Linked DNA regions of Ovis canadensis: region 1 is linked to region 2. Evidence: chromatin contacts called from public Hi-C data. All regions are on one chromosome and are shown on one strand. Each heading gives the region's core, a stretch centred on a gene start, on an enhancer-like site or on the middle of the called end of the contact. The rest is flanking DNA. Distances are from core to core; before and after follow the strand shown. Region 1 overlaps PELI1 (pellino E3 ubiquitin protein ligase 1). Region 2 holds the start of PELI1 (pellino E3 ubiquitin protein ligase 1).

What was found. Hi-C and Micro-C count contacts between places; a contact is called where the count stands out from the background.
Region 1: a contact with region 2 is called in a Hi-C map of fibroblasts, with 2.7 times the contacts expected there. The contact joins the enhancer-like site here to the promoter of PELI1 in region 2. A contact is called at or near these places in 2 of 2 Hi-C or Micro-C datasets (fibroblasts and lung).

Annotation. Positions count from the first base shown.
Region 1 is chr3:44,292,164-44,296,165 of ARS-UI_OviCan_v2, reverse strand. All of the region lies in intron 8 of PELI1 (pellino E3 ubiquitin protein ligase 1), which reads right to left. Among named protein-coding and RNA genes, the nearest start is that of VPS54, 48 kb to the left of the region's middle. Within about 2 kb of position 2,750, the one cell type or tissue checked has open chromatin away from gene starts, as enhancers often do. A contact at or near this core is called in fibroblasts, where this site is marked.
Region 2 is chr3:44,212,172-44,216,179 of ARS-UI_OviCan_v2, reverse strand. It overlaps PELI1 (pellino E3 ubiquitin protein ligase 1), which reads right to left and starts at 1,588. Exons shown (of 9, transcript XR_011255638.1): 1 at 1,086-1,588.

The sequences.
Region 1 (4,002 bases), core at 1,501-4,000, 79 kb before region 2:
GGTGAGTTCTTGCAGAAGATCAGAGAAGGTCAGGGTATTCATCCTTTGGCATTTTCCCAGTGAGGCTGCCTCTAGTTGGCTTGGTCAAGGTAATTGCTCCTCTTACTGTGGTCTGCTCCAAGTAATACTCCATTTCCATATTCTAATAATCTCTGCCTTAAGGCCCAAGGATGTCAACCACTCTGCTTCTTCTAACCCCTAGCTCCTAGACTGTCCCTTGAGTTTTCATTATATCCCATCACTCCCTTACAAATAGTCACTTTGAAAAGAAACTCTTCTCAACTTATCCTAATTTAACTGTACCATCTGTTTCCTGTTGGGACCCTAACTGGAAAAAATTCATCAAAATTCATATTGCATAGCAACACTTGAAGTTTAAAAAATCCATTTTCTTAGATTAAGTAACTCATATCACAATACTCACTCTTAAAATCATTTTCCCCACAGTATTATTAGCCAAAGTACTTGAATAAGTACTGTACTGTACTGGGCCTAGTATAGGTTCAGAAAAGCCAGAGTTGGGGCTACTAGTCTCTCTCCATACATCTCTCCTCCATGTTCATGGCTCTTTTGCTGATAACTTCTCCCACTGAAAGGAAAATGGACCTTATTAATTTCAATATCTTCATGAATTAGTCTATTTCCAGGAATATATGCATTTTAAAAGAGAACTCCAGGATAAAAAATGAAGCTCTAATGATAGAAATTTCAGACTCTGTGACACCAGGAATGGAGAAGTATGTTTAACCTCATCTATTATGAGCAAGATGAAACCTAATTTTCTTGCATCTTTGTTCTAAAACATGTCACTCAGGGCTGAGCTTTAAAGTCCCTGCTTCACTGTTTGTGTAACTGTTCAGGACTTTCCAGGGTAGGAGTTATTCAAAACAAATTTTAGCCTATATCAAGGTAAGCTTAGCTTTTAGTTTTGAAAGTACAAGAAATACCTAAAGGTTGTGGGTAATTGTTTTATAGTGTGCCTGAAAAACCACTAATATTGCCTGTTTTTTTACATCTTGCCTCTGATCAGCCCTGCCTCTTCAGCTACACTTAAAAAGAAAGGAATCAGGTAAACAACTTTTAGCAATCAGGGAACCTTAAAATAGCAGTGATCTGTAGCAGGTTAAGCATACAGCAACACACATGCAATCATTCAAATTTTGTATGAGACTAACAATTTATACTTTGATCTGACTTGATTATTTGAAAAAGCTGCTTTTCAGCAGCATAAATATAGACACTAGTTCTGTCTTGCAGCCAAGTTTCTCATCAGAAAGCTACATTAACCTTATGATTCCCTTACATAGAAACTAGAAGCGGTAAACTTCTTCTGAACAGTAAACTAATAAAAAGGTATCCATGAATGCTTGTTGAGTTTAAAAATATTGTCTTTCTCCTTTTCCCCACTGGATGAACTTAGTTGGTTTCAGTCCACACTTATTTACTGTTTATTATGTGTCAAGCACTGTTTAATGCAAAAATACAGTGCTGAAGAAGGCAAACCAAGTCCCTGTCCAAGGAGGTTGCATTCCAAGTAAGGGCAGATAGGTAATAAACATTTAAACAAACAAATACTACTGTTTCAGGAACTGAGGGCTATTGAAGAAGATAAAATAGGGTAATACGGCCAATGGTACCTGAGGTGGGATGCAGCTGCTTGGTGACATCTGAATTGAGATCTGAAGGCTGAGAAGGAGGGAACAGTGTTACTGTCTAGGGAAGAGCTCTGCAAGCAAAGAAACAGTAAGTGCAAAGGACCTGGGGTCGAAACAAACCTGGTGTATTTGAGGCCAGAAAGGTGGCCTGGAGCAGAGTAAGAGGGAAGGCCTGGAAGAGAGGAGATGAGGCTGAAGAGGAAGGCAGAGTCAGGTCAAAGAGTGATAGGAAGCTACTGGAGGATTTAAAGCAGGGAAGCTGGGAAGTGATGATTTATATTTAATTAAGGATCTAACATATTTTAAAAAGAAAAGTCTGGCTTTGTGGAGAATAGATTGTAGAAGGTCAAACACAAAATTGGGGAGTCCAGGGAGGAGACGATGGCAGAGGTCCAGTGACAGATGCTGGTGGCGGCTGGGAGGAGGGTTTCAGCAGCAAGGCCGCTACTGGCCCACACATTGCTTTTGTGACAATTAGAAAAAGTCTCCCATTCCCTTTGGTGGTTCTGAATAGGAGATGAATTATATACGGAGTGCAAAGGAAAGAGAAGAGTCCAGAATGACTCAGGCTCGCACTGCCTAACTGGGTGGAAACCGGTAGAATCAGGAGTTCAGTTTTGTTTATGCTCACTTTGAGGACCATGAAGTTTTTGTATGAAATTAGTGTACCCTAATCGCAACTGAAAACTTAGTAACTTTTACCACCCTGACACTGGCTTTCCCCTCAGCCCTGGGAACCTTATGCTGATATCATGGAGATAACATTTGTGAGATATTCTCCCAGCGTGTTTGCTTTCTCAGTAAACCCTGGCTCTATGGCTCCTCCACCCAGTGAGTCAAGGACATGCTTTGAGTCATGGGGAGGAAGGAACCCAGCCAAGAATGGGTAAGTCATCATTTAGCTTTGAGTTTCAAAATAGGATTGAAAAAAAGTCATAGCAAGACAATAGATTGAAATTAAGTGCTTCTGATTTGTAAAAGCCAGACTTTGCTGAAAGAAAAAAAAAAAATATGTTTGTATACACAGATGAGGCAGAGCTTGGAGAACTGCCCCTGAGCAGGTCACAGACGGTGCCAGGAAGAAACACAGGATGTGACGTCAGAGCCATTTTCCCATGACTGGAAGAGAAAAGTTTAAGCAGCTTGCAGGAAGCTATGAGAGTCAGAGGTTATGAGCACAGGGTTGCCCCAGATGAGGGGTGACCGGAGCCCTAAGGCAGGAGAGCTGCTGGCTTTCCCTTTGGAACTGGGCCAACTACAGAGAAGAAGAAATGCGACGGTTGGGTAATGAGAGGCCTTGAGAAGTGCTCCCCGTTTCCCGGCCTGTGTGCAGTCTACAGCAGATCCCCTGGGAGGACAGTGAAGGCTGAAAGGATGAATGGGGCTGTAATGGGCCTGGCCTTGGGCCAAGAAGGTAAAGGTATGTGACCTTTACCACTGATGATCACGGTGGAGACTGTGGCTGTCAGGAGCTGGAATGAACACAGCCCAAAGGCCAGAGAGAACAATTTCCTCACCATGCTCTCTTCCCTTGTATCTCCCCTGTAGCATGCCTTCCACCTGGGCAACCATTTGGGAAAGGGAATGGGGAGAGGAGAACCCTAGGATGAGGGAGAAACCCTGAAAGGTGCAGTGATTTCCCAAAAGAGACTGTTTTGAGCCTAAAAGTGTGCATGCTAAGTCACTTCATTCATGTCTGACTCTGTGACCCTACGGACTGTAGCCCACCAGACTCCTCTGTCCTTGGGATTCTCCCAGCAAGAATATTGGAGTGGGTAGCCATGCCCTCCTCCAGGGCATCTTCCCGGCTCAGGGATCAAACCCATGTCTCTTATCTCCTGCCTTGGCAAGTGGGTTCCTTACTACTAGTGCTACCTGAGAAGCCCAAATCTAAAAGAGGCTTCTTTAATCAGCAAGGTCAAGTGTTTTCCACCTGCATCAGCAATGGGGGCTTTTTAGCAAGAAGTCATGATATACAATAAAGTTACCATATGTATTTTTGTAAATCTGATTTATTAAGCGTATCCATTACAAGGCTGCTACCTTAGGAAGGTATCTTTACTGAATGAAGACAATTTAGCTTATGTACCTCAGCTTATAATGGGGGTGGGGTGGGGAGCAGAGAGGGCAGGGATTGATTTTGTCAGTATTGGTTGCCTCCAGAGACGGTAGCTGGGGGACAGAGAAGAGAGAGATTTATTTTTCACTGTACACCTTTTGTAACTTTTGCATTTGTACCACGTTTAAGCATTAACTATTCAAAAAATAAAGTAAAATGGGAAAAATAAAAGCTTTTGAAATGAAAAAAAATGTAGATGCACAGAATCTAACATTCAGTGCTTGACAA
Region 2 (4,008 bases), core at 339-2,838:
TCAGTTCTTGGCACAACCAGCACCTTATGGATAAAGCGCTCACTCAATTATCTGATGACTAAACGATGGGAAAGCTGTTGGTGCTATTAAAACCAAGACACATTTCCTTGTGTGCAGTGATTAAAATCTGTGAAGCCTACGTTAAAAAGTCTGTCCTCCCACCCCCATCCCCCATCCCTGCTAGTCTGCCTTGTAAGAAACCTACATGTACAAAAACCAAAACTAGATGGGTGAGTTTATGATCACAGTATTTTCCCCACTCCGGGCATTTTTCAAGAGACTTTTGAGGTTTTAAAATTCAAACACTATGTAAGAAGAGTTATGGTTTGAACTACCTAACAAGTACCCCGACCTCTTTTAGACTTTAGTTAGCCTATACGTAAAAGGAACATCTTTAACTTTTCCACGGGGCACTGGAGAACGAGTTCTTACTCATAAATGCTTTCAGGTCTTCAGACACCAGGTGCGGTGGAGGAGCAAGCTCTTCTGAACCTCAGTTTACCCACTTACAGAAACGGGCTTATTAACTTGTTTCGTCGGGGCCCCGGAGGTGTAATTAATTAATGTTTTTAAGTGCTCTGTGATCCAGAGATGAAAGGAAACGCGAGGGACACGCAGAGATGATGACAATAATCATAATAAAAAGAATGACTAACTTGGAAGTCTGTGTTATGTAAGGAAAGGAAAAAGAAGTTATCAGTTTCGCACAAACAAAAGAAAAGCCCACCACCCCTTTTGTTTCCCTTTGGTTTCGGTCTCGCTCCCAGCCCCCGCGGAGCTCCCCTCCGGCAGCTGGCGACCCTACCCCGGGCGCGGGGCTCGGACTTGGCCACCCTCGCGCCCGCTCCCAGGCAAAGGGGGAGGGCGCGCCGGGCAGGCTCCTGACAAAGGCGCTTCCTCCTGCGAGGGCGCGGGATGCCGGCGCCGCAAACTCCGCTCCCGGCCGCCTCCGGCGCGGGGGCGCGCAGGCGGGCGGGGAGAGCCGGCCGGCCGGCCGCCCCGGTAAGCCGCTGAGGAAGTTGCGCGCCTGCCTGGCCCGCACCCCTCGGCGGCCCCGCCGCGACCCCTCCTGCGGCCACACTCACCGGACAATTGCTGGTGGCCGGAATTCCCAGCACGGCCCCGAGACACGGAGCGAGGGGGGAGAAGTGTGCGTGCGCGGGCAGCGCGAGCAGACAGCCCGGCGTTCCGCCGCCGCCTTGTTCGCCAGCCGGCCGAGCCCAACGAGGGGAAGTTGGCCGCGGAGCCGAACGCTGGAGAAGCCGCGGGCGGAGGAAGAGCCGCGGGATCCGCCTTGTGATGCGCTCCAGGAGGGCTCGAGGCAAATCCGAACGCGCGGCGAGGCTGCTGCTGCTGCTGGAGGCGGCGGCGGCGGCGGCGCCCCCCGACGGTTCCACCGCCTCTGGGTCTCTGACCCACGCTCGGAGGGAGGGGAGGGGACTAGCGGGGGGGCGGGACTGGAGGGAGGGGACAGGGCAGGGCCACAGAGGGAGGCGGTGCGGCGGCGCCGAGCGGTCTCTTGGGAGTTGTAGTTCTCCTCAAGAAAAAAGCTGTACATTGTTGTTGAGGACGCGTCTGCGTTCGCTCTGCAGTGCGCATGCTCGGGAGGGAGGCTCGGCCCTACTGTTACTATGGTCACCGACACACTAAGGAAGGGAACGTGTTAAGCGAGGCTGCTGACTGAACAAGGCCCTCCTTGTGTTATGGTACTGTTAAGGATCCCACTTTTGGCTAGTCCTTTAACTTCGCTCCACCCCCAGCTTCTAGACTCATCACGCCAACTGCCCAGTGAAATCTGACTTCCTCACCATATCTCGGTCTTCCCTGCTGCTTAATTTTATCCCATAAATTCAGGATCACAAATACCCATTTCCCTCCCTTCCCGCAAATGTATCCTCTCTGCCTTAAATTTAAGGTTCTTTGTTTGTTTGTTGTTTAACCTAAGACTTGTAGAAAGGTGTTAGTCGTTCAGTCATGTCGGATTCTTTGTGACCCCAAGGACTGTGGCCCCCTTCAGGCTCCTTGGGATTCTCCAGGCAAGAATACTGGATTGGGTAGCCTGTCCCTTCTCCAGGGGATCTTCCTGACCTGGAGGTGGAACCCAAGGCTTCTGCATTGCAGATTCTTTACCATCTGAGCCACCAGTTGCTTCCGATATCTTAATTAATTACGTTATAAAAGGGTTAGGAGCATCACCACTGTCAGATTCCCATCATTTCTTCACGCAGTCACATCCAACTTTAAGGCCAGCAAAGGTAAAGCTCAAGGTTAAGATCACTGTATCTTACTTCATCCATGTTAAAAAATTTCTTAAATTTTAAGGCCTACAATTTTCAAGAAATACAAATTTTATAAAGTAGAAGTTCAAAAGATAAGTGGAAAGTTGAAAATTGTTTGCTGTACGTACATTGACCAACTTTCAGTTGGCAATAAGAGAAGTCTGAACCAAGGTCTGAGTATGCTTTGGGGCTGGTCAGCTAAGTCTACGCCCATGTGGGACAGCCAGGTGTGAAGAGATGGTGGACGAGGGTGGTGCAAGGCAGGACATGTTACTGGATTCCAGAGAACTAAAGGCAACCTATCCCAAGATCTTTTGTTTTCCTTCTCTGCCTACCTAGAACCCCATACTCTAGAAGAAAAGGACTAGCGTTTAGAAATCAGAAACACAGGAAAAGCTGCGGTTTTCAGGTAGAGAGTTTCAAGGTCAAGGATCCTTGTGTTTGCAGACCCCATGATTAATATTCAAAAAACAGTTATTGAGTATAGTATGTCTCAGGTACTTCTTCAGTTCCCAGAAATAGAGATACAGGAGCATAAAAGAAATATTTATTATTTTCAAAGTGCTTATTGTGCAGAGGAAGAGCCAGGTAAATAAACAAACTGCAATAAATACCTTAGTAGAAAAGTTTACCAGATGGTTTGGTACACACCTACCCCAGACTCATAGGGTCAAGAAATGATTCAAAGATCATTTAAACTTGAGTATGACTAGGAGTCGGTGTGTCTGTGTTCTTTGGTGGAGGAAGGAAAAGGGAGAAGTGAGAGCACTGTGGGCAGGGCTAGGGCTAGGGTTAGTACTAGAAGTGTGAGATCAAAGAATATTTTGGTCCATTAAAGAATTCATCATTGCTGGTGGTAGGATGGGATTAAACAGAATGGCTAGAGGAGAGAGGAAAAGGTAAAGGAGACAGATTGTGACGAATCTCGTATAATATGCAAAGAATGCAGGCTTTTCTAGAAGCAATGGAAAGTTGTGCCAGGATTGGAAGCAAATTTTAGTAAGATGTACATTTTATAAATGCATTTTATTCATTTAAAAAAAGATGAGAGCCTGAACTGGCACTGGCAGTGGCAGGAGACAGAACTGAGGGAAATCAGACACTATTTAAGTAAAAGAATTACTAGCACCTAGTGAGTCTATTACCTGTGACAGGGAGTGAAGGATGAAGAAAAGTTATCAGTTATGATGCTTTGGATTGCAAGCAGCAAAAATCCCAACTCTAACTAGCTTAACCAATAAACCAACATTGACTTGTCTAGATATGAAGTCCAGTGAAAAGATGGGCTACAGGGCTGAATGATTCAACAGGTCAGTGATGTCATTAAGGACATGCTTCTTTCTTGTTTCATTCCTCTTCTTTAGTGTTGGCTTTACAGTTGCCAGCAATTCTTGTGGCTGTGAGTTTCACCATCTAGGTCTAAGAAGAGAAGATGAGGAAGTCATTTTTGTAAACTCTTTCTAAAACTCTTTTAGAAAGGAGAGAAAACTCCTTTCTTAGAAGTCTCACCCAGTTGATTCATGGTGACCAGGGGATGGCATGAGTCTAATTATCTTAGGATAGAGAAATATATCCTGCCTCTAGATCCAAAGCTGTGATGAGAAGGTGTGGATATCCCAATGAAAATTGAGGTGATAACCTAGAAAAAGAAGAATGGAGGCTGAGAAGGGGAGAACCACAACACCTACTACATGGAAGGAAAATGATAATGACTCCCAGATGTTTGACT